3 separate regions of the Mus musculus genome follow, and all the other regions are linked to region 1. The links are chromatin contacts, called in public HiCAR-type maps. All regions are on one chromosome and are shown on one strand. Each heading gives the region's core, a stretch centred on a gene start, on an enhancer-like site or on the middle of the called end of the contact. The rest is flanking DNA. Distances are from core to core; before and after follow the strand shown.

What was found. HiCAR-type assays count read pairs that join an accessible place to other places.
Region 2: a HiCAR-type map of astrocytes shows a contact between it and region 1, with 3 times the contacts expected there. The contact joins the promoter of Nckap1 here to the promoter of Zfp804a in region 1. A contact is called at or near these places in 1 of 39 promoter capture datasets (hippocampal neurons) and 2 of 115 datasets of contacts at active chromatin or transcription factors (astrocytes and stem cell-derived neural progenitor cells).
Region 3: a HiCAR-type map of astrocytes shows a contact between it and region 1, with 4 times the contacts expected there. The contact joins the promoter of Fam171b here to the promoter of Zfp804a in region 1. A contact is called at or near these places in 1 of 39 promoter capture datasets (hippocampal neurons) and 1 of 115 datasets of contacts at active chromatin or transcription factors (astrocytes).

What each region holds. Positions count from the first base shown.
Region 1 is chr2:82,052,137-82,055,990 of GRCm38.p6, reverse strand. It overlaps Zfp804a (zinc finger protein 804A), which reads right to left and starts at 2,333. Exons shown (of 4, transcript NM_175513.3): 1 at 2,090-2,333. The coding sequence starts at 2,200.
Region 2 is chr2:80,579,475-80,583,359 of GRCm38.p6, reverse strand. It overlaps Nckap1 (NCK-associated protein 1), which reads left to right and starts at 2,178. Exons shown (of 31, transcript NM_016965.3): 1 at 2,178-2,502. The coding sequence starts at 2,395. It also overlaps the pseudogene Gm13688.
Region 3 is chr2:83,810,922-83,815,227 of GRCm38.p6, reverse strand. It overlaps Fam171b (family with sequence similarity 171, member B), which reads right to left and starts at 2,616. Exons shown (of 8, transcript NM_175514.3): 1 at 2,251-2,616. The coding sequence starts at 2,479.

The DNA of each region.
Region 1 (3,854 bases), core at 1,084-3,583:
TAGACTCTCCAACTATACTTATGGGAGAGTATATATCTCATTTTTCTTACTGACAAAACTCATTAAAAAGTACTTAGAGCACATAAACATATATTCCCTATAAAGAAATTGTGTTAAATAGAGTTGATTACAATTGTGAATATTTAAATCATGAAATTCACACACACACACACAATAAATTCAAACAGGATAGCTTATAAAAGTCTGGAAAGGACTGACACGAACACCCCTACAAGTTTCAGTCATTACAGTCATGAGAAACCTTGTGAGCTTCATTTCATACTGTGTCTCTCCTGCTTCTTGTTCTGACATCTACATATATTTTGATTTATCCATCTCATTTAGGTGGCTGCTTTTAATGTGCCCATTTTAATCATGAGGTTACACCGGGAAAACTCATATTTAATCTGCCCTTTGTCAACATGAGGGAGGAAGGACTCATTAGCTTCAAATACACAGCAAATAAGTCACCACGAGCAAATCTGGTCCCTGGGAAGTCTAAGGAGACTGAAGAAGCACAATGAACAGCACTGTAACAAGTTCAGGGCTGGCAGATAACTGCTCATTTTTCTGTGAATTCTTGACTGTTTTAGCTCTGCACAATGGAAGTATCTCCCTTGTCTAGTTCTTTTGCTTACCCTTAAATTATATTTAGTTTAATGTATAATGTTGAAGAAAGGGCTGTTTAAAATATTAGCTGACCTCTCTGAGAGTCCAGACAGTTTCAATAATCCTTCTAGACTCTGCCTACCCTATAGTACTCAACTAATGATGTCTGGAGCATGGGTTCTCAGTGCAACAGAAAGAGCAAATAAACACATCCTGAACAATAAAGACATCAGGAGTACATCAAATGCACCCCATGGGTGTCTCAATCCACTTAAATCTTCAAATGAGAACTTTTCATCCTCAAAAAAATAGGGAATTATTTATTAATGCGTATATACTTTTAAACATATAAAGAATCTGGGGCTTTGAAAACTATATTCGCTTTGAGCTACGTGTGTCCTTGACTTACTCTACCTATCTTTTTCAGATAAATACTAGGAGAAATCTAGAGCAAAGTCTGCCAGTGGGCACAGACTTCAGAAAGTCTTCCACTTTTACCACCTGATTTGGGCTGGACTCTCAGTGCACATACTAAGAGAACTCCACGCTGCTGCTTTCTGCCTTTGGAGAAGTGGTTACTTCTCCTGACACCCTTGCTCATGAGAGTTGGTTCTGTAGGGAGGCTTTGCGTATGATGTGATGAGCCTTTGTGGATGATGGGAATTGGGTGGAAAGTAGAAGCTACTCCGTGCTCTCTCTATGCTCAGCACATCTTCCACTAATCAAGAGCGCTTTTCCTGCTGGGTGCTGAAGGACAAGCTGTGCTTGTCAGTGAGAATAGCTGTGTGGGTTTTGTTTTCTAACATGCTTCCTACTGTCTGTACTTGTGACACAGTGATCACCTTCCACCCATATCCCCAAACTCTAAAGTGTGACAAGCTGCAAGTAGTGGGCAGATGGGAATATTCTGCTTAGCTTCACACAGAAAACTTCTCAAGAGAAGTTTCCTGTCAGTCCTTCAGCGAAGAGCCAAGAGCCAAGAAACAAACTCATTCGGAGACCCTCACCCAATCCAGCCACTTCCCCTAAGCCACCAGCCACATGGCTCGCTGCTCCATCAGACACCCACACCTCCATTCACCTTTAAGCTGCCTAAACGGAAAGATGTCACAGGATCACTTGGGGTTAGTGATCCTTTCTATTTTTAGGAGGTCCTGTTGAAAGAAGAGGTTTATAATCTTCAGCACTGTGGAGTGTGGTGGACAGAGAGCTTCATGAAGTCTCAGGAAAACATTTAGGCAGAGCTTTCCTAAGATTCCTTCCCTTTTCTATACCCGATTCTCATCCCACGCCCATCAGATAAATAAATGAAATAAATGAATTCCTTGCAAACCAAACATCACTAAAGCTCCCAAATCCATCCGTCAACTCATCCCTCCGGATATGCCCTATTAGATGAGAGACAAATAGAAAGAGAGAGAGAGAGAGAGAGAGAGAGAGAGAGAGAGAGAGAGAGAGAGAGAGAGAGAGAATGAATTACCAGAGTTTTGTTCCCGTTCTTGCTGAGAGGGCCCCGGAAAACTCCCTTGATGTTGCGAAAGTGTCCGTTGCTGAGATGCGTGGAGCTGATGACAATGTAGTAACACTCCATGGGGCAGCCGCCGCCTCTCCTCCGCAGCCGCCGCTTCCACGCACCCGCACCCTCAGCCGCAGCCGGGGCCGGGAGGGTGGGCTGGGGATCGCGGCAGGGCGAGCGGCCGGCTGTGCGCTGGCGGCGGGCACGCGGGTTCCTTATGCCCGGCTGCGGTGCGCGCCCTGCCGCCTCCGCATGCCGGCCGCGCTCGCCTAGGCTCCGGCGCAGTGCTCGCCTGGAGATAGGAACCGGGACGTGGAGCCCCTGGGGAGGATGCAGCCACAAGGGGGGCCGGGCCGGGCGGGACCGGGCGGGAGCGGTCAGAGCCCGCGCGGTAGGGCGCAGCCGGGCAGCGGGAGCCGCCCGCGCGGCAGAGGCAGCGGTCGCAGCATCCCCCGCGCCGGGCGCCCGCACTCGCAGTCGCTGCCGCTGGCAGGCATGAGTGTTATTATAGTGCGCGGCGTTGCTGGTCCATCGCACTGAGCCAATGGCAGGGAGCCACTGGGCTGATACTGAGAGCTGTCAGAGGAGTACATCTGTCACCCGCCACCTCCCCCCCGCCTCCCCCGCCGCCGGGACCCACGGCCGCGCCAGCCTGGCCACGAGTGGGAGTGCGTCGCGACCGCCAGGGGCCGGGAGGCGACGGCCGGTTACAAGTGCGAGACTCCTGCGAGGTGCGGGCGGAGGTTGGGGGGTTGGGGAGCAACGCGACCGCAGCTTCTGCTCTGCGGGTTGGAGTGCGGGCGGGGGAGCAGGGGAAATAAATAAATTAATAATTTAGTACCCAAGCCATCCGCTTCCAATTGCAGCGAATCGGGGCAGGTGCCAGGTGCCTCTGGGTTTGGCTTAGGGGAGTCTGCGCTTTGATGCATCTTTTGTATGGAATACCCCGCACCCCCGCGCCCCCCAGTTACACATATCACAAATGCTATGTGCTAAGAGCTTGGGGGAGGGGATTTGTGGCGACGAGAGTGGAAGTAGGGAGAAGGGAGAAGCAGGGACTCCTGATGGATGTGCTCCCATTCCTGGCGCTCTCCCCTCATCCACCTCCCCTGGGAGCATCAGTTCTTCCTAAATTGCCAAAGCTGAGAGGAAAAGGATGCTTTGCGGCAAAAGAAGCCGCTGCCAGGAGCTCCCATGCCAGAGAGGTGCTGAACAAAAACAGAAGCCTTCGCCCTAGAAGCGACCTGAAAGGAAAAGCTGCACACAAACTCCTGCGCTTGTCACAGAAAGTAGGGAATCCGGTCTGCGGTCTTCAGCAGAGATTCCGGTTGGATTTTAAAGGGTCAAGGCAGCCATCAGCAAGGACTGCTTCTACCCTACCCCTTCCCAGGTGATCCACTGACCTGTGTAAGTTTAGCTCCTTTGAGGTGGTGGAGTGGGAGCACCACAGATACACACACCATAGATCTGCTACTACCATAGGACTCATTAGTCGGCACTTAAAAAGATCGATACCAGGCATGGGAGTCTGGGACATGGTGCCTTCAATGGATTTACTGAAGGCTTTATTTCCCTTTTGCTTTGAAAGGCTTAATTGGTTAAAGCAGATTCCAGACATTCTGATGCCCCCTATGACAGAGAAAACTGCAGTCCGATACAAGCTGTGTTTATCTTGTTTATCCGTGGGCCAAGACTAAAATACGGTCGAGTATGTGTGCCCTATATATAG
Region 2 (3,885 bases), core at 929-3,428, 1.5 Mb after region 1:
CACATCCCTCACAATGGTCATGGACTCTAATGCTCTGAATATGAGTTCTCAATTAAATAAGTTATTTCATATGTTGCCTTGGTTATAGTATTTTAATCACACTATTAAAGTAGCTAAAACAACAACTAAGCCTTCAAGGCCAGCCTGAGTTATAGAGTGAGATGGCATTATAAAAGACAACAAAACAAAACAACATCCTCTTCTACCTCAAACTACAAAGAAACAAAAGTTCTGTAAGAGTTGTTTTACATCTGACAGCCTATTCTGGCCTCTGGGTACACCAGACTTGAGCACAGTGCATTTATTCATGGAGGTCAAAATACACATAAAATAAAATAAAATAAAATCTTTAAAAAATGCTGTTGTCCGCCGTCTTGATAGAAATGATCCCGGTTTCCTAAAGACACACACACCGCTCGTTCCACCCAGCACATGTACATTTTCTTACCTGGCTGTCCCCAATCCCTCACAGCAGCGTTTCCTTCTCAGTGTCCTCTTAATTGTCTCAGACTTCAGCCCCCAGCCTCCGGTAAACTTAAATGCTAACTACCAGCTTATCAAGAAACCAAGTAAGTTAAATGCCTCAATTAGTCAATAACAGAACAAATAGCTCAATAGAGCTCAATAGAGCTAAATAGATGGTCTTTGAGATGAAAAGAGAGAGACGTGAACGGAGGGGGGGGTGGAGGTAGAGAAAGAATATACATTCAAGGTATGTAGCTCTATGTAGACTGCACACCGACAGATAAATGTTAAGATGTTTTTGGCAGGACTAGAACTTTTTTTGTTTTGAGACAGGATTTTTCTGTGTACCTCTGGCTGCCCACCTCTGCCCCCTGAGTGTCAGAAGTCTTTAGAGACAGAGTTTCTCTGTATAGTCCTGGCCTACCTCTGCCTCCCAAGTGCTGAGAAGAAAGGCATGTGCCACCATGCCCAGCCTTCACCAGGAGTATTAAACAGCCCTTAAGGAATTCTGTATACTCTCTGGTAGAGTTCTGGAAGACTAGGCGCTACAGTAGCTTTTTAAAATGTCTTAGAAACAATTTGTTACATTTCACTACAAAGTTGCTTTGGTGAATCCATTTTTTTTTTTTTTTTTTTTTTTGGTTTTTCAATACTGGTTTCTCTGTATAGTCCTGGCTGTCCTGGAACTCACTCTGTAGACCAGGCTGGCCTCGAACTCAGAAATCTGTCTGTCTCTGCCTCCCAAGTGCTGGGATTAAAGGTGTGCAACACCACTGTCCGCCTGTGAATCCATTTTCTTACTAACTTCAGAATGCCTTGTTATAGAAGGTGGTGGGTTGATTGATTTAAATTCATGAATACGATACACAATTAGACTATATTAGGTAAAGCCCCAAATATCCCAAGTCCCCTGGAGTGCAAGTTTTCATTGTAGTCATTCACATGGAGACACAATTTGTTCCAGTTTGAAACCCTGTGTGATGAGGAGTGGACACGGAGTGAGATGATGACAAACAATATTTGGTTGGTGATGGGGTGGAAAAGTAGAATTCCAGAAACGATTGGGATTTATGGTGGAGGCTGGGAGCGAACCCTCTTACTCGGAACAAAATTTGTTTTGTTTTTTATTTTGCTTTTTTATTTTGCTTACCACATGCCAGAGCCTATTCGTGTCTCCTCCGGATGGGTGCTGGTCCATGATAAGTCCCTTCATAATAATCTAAGGAACTCGAGCTGCCCTTACTTCCGACCTCCTTCCTCCGAAGCCAGCTGGAGGCGGGAGCGAGCACCGGGAGGTGGCGAGGCGCTGCCCGCCGTGCGGAGCACACATCTGCCGCGTTCTCCCTGGAGCGTCTGTCAAGGCGTGGGAGGAAAACAAGCTCGGAGCCGCCAGGCTCCTCTCGGGGCCAAAGTCTCCCGAAACACACCGTCCCCGTCCCCACGGCGGTGCGGGCCCTGGGGCGTGGGGAGCGGGGACAACTTCGGGGGAAGTCCAGGACCGCGGCTTGGGGGTCCCCGGAGCGGAGGAGGCGGGGCGGGGCGCTCCGGACCCCGGGCTCCGGCCGCAGTTCTCCCGGCGGCCTCGCGGGGGCGCCGGCGCGGCCGATCAGGTGACCGAGCGCCGGTCCCGGCTGCGGGAAGCCGACTCGTTCTCAGCCGCCGCCGCCGCCGCCACACCTAGCGGAGGAGCCGGGAAAGGCGGCCCGGGAGTGGGGGGTGTACTGGGGCGGAGAGCGCCGCGGGTGGAGGCGGAAGGGCGGCGGGCGGAAGCGAGCGCCGCGGCTGCTGTGTCACGGCGCGGGTGGGCGCACGGCATGGGCGCGCCGCGCTGAGGCGGAGGTCGCGGGCGGGCAGGCGGGCGGGCCTGAGGGAGGCGGCGAGCCGGGGAGTAGCGCGCCCGGCGGCGGTGGCGGCGGCGGCGGCCGCACCATGTCGCGCTCCGTGCTGCAGCCCAGTCAGCAGAAGCTGGCGGAGAAGCTCACCATCCTCAACGACCGGGGCGTCGGCATGCTCACGCGCCTCTACAACATCAAGAAGGTGCGCACGGGCCGGCGAGGCCGGGCGGGGTGCGGCGGGGGAAAAGGCCGCGGGCGCCAGCTCGGCCTGCTCGCGCGGGGCCTCCGGGATGCGCCGCGGCCTAGAGTGAGCCGCGGGGCGGGCAGGCGGGAGCCATTTCCCGGCTCCCGGCGGCGGGAACCGGCCGGGCCGCGCATGGCCGCCGCGGCGCTCTGGTTTGCGGGGAGGAAAGGAGGGCGCGCGGCCTTCCCGGGCTGCGGCGAACGGGCCCGGGGTTCTTGGCTTGCGAGTGTGGGAATGCGGCGATCGACCCTCTGGTCCCCACTTGGCCACTTGATTTTTCGTTCCCTGAATCAAGCCCCTCACCCCCACGACAGCGTGTTGACGTTTGGGATAATTTCATTTTGAAGATGGACCGGAGGGGGAAGTGAGGGTGGAACCGGTTTTCGTCTGAAATACTTGTAGGCTGTGAGTCACTAGAACAGGAATAACCACCTTTACTCCCTACTCCTCCTCATTTTAGTTTTCCCAACCCTATCTGATTAGCACCAAAGCACCATTCCTTAAAGTACAATGGCTGTATAAAATAAAGACCGAGTGTGCTCCCGTTGCTATCTCCTTCGCAACATAGTACGAGGATTTGAGCAACTAGACAGTGGACCCATTGAAAATCTGAGTGTCTTCAGATTAGGGAGTGGAAGGCTGTATCGAAGTGAAGAAAAGTAGATCTAAAGGTGGAAAAGGATTGCCATTAATTTACCTTAGAGGGAAACAACCTCAAATCCATTTATTTTAAGCCTCACTGAATTTGGTAAAGAGAAAAAGTTTCCTTTTGGTACACTTTATACCAGTCCATCCTTGCGGGGTTCTGTGTATCTGTGTCTTTTCTTTAATAATCTTGTTTATAAAATTATATATGTGTGTGTGTGTGTGTGTGTATCTATCTATCTATCTATATATCGTGAAATATACTTTTGACCATATCAAAAGGATATAGGTTGCTTGTGAGTATCCTGAAGATTCTTTTTAAAATTTAGAATCAAAGCATTCCAGTATAAACTTGTTTTATTCAGTTTATACAGTTAGCTTTTGACACTGCAATTCTGAAGCACACTCTCTAAATGAATAATAGTAAACGTTGGGAATGGGATAGCTGTGTTGTTCTGGTTACTCACTTGGCTTTAATGATTGTCTCTACACCCAGCACAGTTTGGAGCTAGGAAGAACCCATTGCGTTTGTGCCATGACCATGACATCCACCCCTTGATCGTAACTTCATGGGGGTTGGAAGAATTAAGCTTGTATACGTTGCAGTGATGAGAGCCTTTGAATTTCACTGCTTAAGAAATTTGGAAATTAAGTTCTATATGCGAAACCCCAGCAAGTCAAATGTTCCTAAAAGCT
Region 3 (4,306 bases), core at 1,367-3,866, 1.8 Mb before region 1:
AAGACTTGTGCTGTGGATAGTAGGTGAAGGGTCAGGGGTGGGGATAAACCAGGGCATCAGAGGATGCAGGTTAGGACACATCCCTAGCCACTAGAGCTTCAGAACTCCTACAGAGAAAGCAGGAAGTGCACCTGAACCCATTGCATTGCAAATGAAAGAAGCTTTTGGACGAGAGGCATCAAGGCAAGAGCTGCAGGAGATAGAAACCAGAGGGGGCAGAGGTTTTTATAGAAATGTCTATGTGGGTAAGAAACAAAGGTTGGGGTAAGACCACCTCACTCTGGAGGTCACAATGAGTTCAAGGCGCATCTTAACTTCATCTGTGCCTGGGCTGCATCACTGGTTAACACACCATCCCAGTAACTGGCTGCACTCTACTCAGTTGTTCTCATTTGCCTCCGGGTGGGGGGTTAGAGTGTTTGAGAAAGACACAGCAGCCAAGCTGCTCTTCAGACCTTAGTGTAAACTGCTGGGCAGCACATCCTTTACCTCCATTAACCTAAATCAAACAGGAACTGATGGCTTCCGAAGTAATCATCCAAACATCCAAACATCCCTCCCAAATTACAGAAAAGACATAGTTTCACTTTCATCCTAAATACAAAAGTTTCACATTATTGCAGTTATTCATAATGCCCAGGAGAACTCATAATGCCGTGGTAACCAAACCCATTTCGCTCCTGTAAGACAAAATATATCAGAAACCATGAAACTCACCCACACTCTCCCAGACTCCCATTACACTGATCATGCAAGAAATCACTCTTGCTATGAAAACACAATCTCCAGCTTTAACATAAGCCTCATGCACTCCACGGCACTAACACTTCCGGGTACTAAAAACCCAGTAAGAACCAAAGAACTGCATACCTTTCCATTGTAACCACCTTTGAGTGCTATTAATCGGTTTAAGGGGGTAGGGGGGGTGTCAGAAATGCATGCCTTCCCCTGTGCACTTTGGTGATTTCATCCCATGCTCAAAGCACTCCAAGAAATTAAATCATCCCGGCTGTGTCATGAATCACAGCTGGCATGCCTCCGAACTGCTCTCCGATGATGAGCAAGCAAGATAATCTAAGACGCTGATTCCACTCTACAGAATTTCATTTTTAGCATCTTCTATAATGCTGCTAGGCAGATTTTAAAACAAAAATATCAGTGTTATAACACTCACTCATCTAGGGTTTGTGAAACCTCAGCCCACTACCCAGAAAATTGGTGGGGTTTTGTTGTTGTTGTTGTGTTTTGTTTTCATTTTTTAAAAAGCCCCCCCCTTTTTTCCCCCAAAGCCCAGACAGAATTTAAAATGTAAAAGGTAACTAAGTGGATTGTGGGCTGGGTAAAAGCTATTTAAACGGATAACCCAGCTCTTTGCTCTTCGGAGAGCTTTACCTGAGGGAGAGGGAAACAGAAAATAGAGGACTGTGATGGTCATATAAATTACACCCGTATCTCATCACCCTTTACCGAATGAGTCAAGAGATGGCTCATTTAAGTTCCACTACAAGGAGATTCCCCTCAGGGGGAGGGGCTGGTTATGCTACCCAAACACCACTCCAAGCTACCTGTCTCCCTCCCACATCCCTTCCTTCAACTACAAACTCCTGTTTCATTTTTTTTTCTTTCATCTTATTGTAGCAAATGCATTTTTTCCCTGTTTTTGCAAGCCGCCTTGGATCTTTCCTGGGGTAAGAAGAGAAATATAAAGAAATAGAGATCCCGCCCCCCCCCCCACTTCCCCGGTTCTAAATTTAAATACAGCAGGCAGGGAGAAACAGTGCAAACGCTGTGTGGGTGTACATGGCAAGACGGTTTGCTCAGTATCTAGGAGAGGATAGAGAAGAGAATGCTAAAGGGATTTGAGAGCGTGTGTGTGTGTGTGTGTGTGTGTGTATGTGTGTGTGTGTGTGTGTGTGTGTGTGTGTGTGTGTGTGTGTGTGTAGAAAGAAGAGGGAAAATAAGATTAGTGGAATAGTGGAAACAGGCACCCATCTTGACCATCCTTACCGTCCACCCCCACCCCACCCCCAGCCCCCGACCCTTCTGAAGCCCACTGCAGTGCTCTGCGGGAAAGATTTCCCACCCGAGCAAAGAGCTAAAGGCCGAACGGGCAACCTGGGAAGACGCGAAGGAATTGAGACCAGCAAAGATAGGCTAAGCGGAGACGAGAAAGGAGCTAAGAATCCCGGGAAGCCTGATGCGATCGCTGGCACAGAAGAAGTAAAGCAGGGCTGGGCTACCGAGACGTACCTGGAGCCACCAAAGTAGAGGATGCCCCAGGCACCTCCGGCCTCCCCTCCTCTGCCTCCTCCCGCTGCTTTTGCTCTTGCAGCTGCTGCTGCTGCTGCTGCTGGATGAGGCTGAGGTCGGAGCGACTGAGTTCGGCTCTAGCGGCCGCGGGGACCAGCCGCGCCTTCAGCAGCACAGCGGCCAGGCCGAGGAGCAGGGCGCAGGGGACGCGACGGCAGAGCCTCGCCATGGCGAAGAGCCAGGGAGCCACGGAGGCATATTGCGGGGCTGCGGGAGGCGGCGGGCGCCAGGGCTGCGGAACCCGGCCGCGCCCGCTCGCTCGCTCCCCCTCGCGCCGTCTGCGGTGCACAGCCTCGGCAGGAGGAGGAGGAGCGGGCCGGCAAGAGGATGGCGAGCCCGCTTTCGCATCCTCGCGCACGTGACCGCCGGGAGGGGCGAGCGGGGGCCTGGGCCCTGTGGCTACCCAGCAAGTGCTCTGCAAGGTGATGCTGGTGCCCAGGCGTTTAGCTAGGCGGAGATTAACAGGAAAGAGTTTCTGGCCCTTAATCTTTACCGAGGCAGCAGGAAAATGTAGAGTGGAATAAAATTCCTTCCACTAGACACCGAGGTAGAAAAAGGTGGCACATTAATTTCCTTCTAAAGCAATCAGACAACTGTGGTTCAAAAGCCAGGTTCCTTTAACGGAATAGTCTCTGCTGTCCCTTGGCCCACTTACAAGATAAACTGATATTCTCCAGGCTTTTTTTTTTTTTTTTTCTGCTTAAATGAGAATTTCTTTCTTCATCATAAATTATTCCTAATTACACCTTTTCTATTTGTAACCTATACTTTCCATGTGTTTGGAGGGTTTTTTAATTTGTTTTGTTTTTTAATGTCTTGCTAGATATGGTGGCTCACACCTTTAATTTTTAGCACTCAGGAGGTAGAGGCAGGCAAGTATTAGTAATTTGAGACCAACTTTGTTCTACATAGGGAGTTCTAGGACAGCCAGGGACTATAGAGAAAGACCCTGTCTCAAGACAAACAAACAATCAAACAAACAAATAAAAGTCTTATTTAACAAATAATAAACTAGGAGTTCTCTGTGCGTTTTAATCAGGAGCTTAGAATAAGTAAAATAGAATCCCTTCGTTCCAAATACTTACTGCCTGTTAGGGCAAGGCAATAAATATATAAGCAAAATATAGTCCACAGTGGTGGTTGCAACTGAAGAAGCAGTACAGGCATTTAGAGCTTACACAGAGTTGAAAGAAATTAAGTAAAGTCTGTGAAAGACACCGGGGAAGGTAGTCTGCACAAAATAAAAATTCACACAGAAATAGTAGATACCAAGTCGTCGAAAAACTGGAAGTGCGTTTGTGTGTGTGTGTGTGTGTGTGTGTGTGTGTGTGTGAGAGAGAGAGAGAGAGAGAGAGAGAGAGAGAGAGAGAGAGAGGCATAAAAGCATAATGTATTGGGAAAGTTTAAGCTGGGAAAGCAGTTACCAGAGGACTTATCCTTTTCTACAGTGAGTGCAGACTATTAAACTGTTTAAAAATAACTAGCAGACACTTGTGCTTACTGTGTGAGGCACTGTTCTGGCATCTCACAGATGGCAAATGCAGCAACCTTGGATGCTATATAAGCAAGCAGAAATCTACACTAAAGACCATTCTGGAGGTTGATTGGGAGAGAGATACCTACCAACCATGCTTTTAATTTTCTTTTTTGAGGGTCACTTTGCTATCAGCATGAAAGACAGATTGGAGAAGGGAAGGCAGGGAAGAGAGATGGACACATTTGAGACATTTGTGATAAAACAAAATCAAATAACAAAAAATGAGAAGTGACAAAATGCATGATCCTAAAAACAAGAGGAAAGACAGGGGAAATTGGTATTTAAGGTTGGAGTCAGCAGAGATAGATGGTTGATGGAAGTTGATGGTGACGAGGTAGGCTATGTCTGACTGGAGGTCTCAGTTGCCTGATTGAGATCTTAGGTGGCTTATGACATTATCAAGATCAGCTGTCGGAACTGATTAAAGGATAAAGCTACACTGAAGGGCCTCGGCTTTAA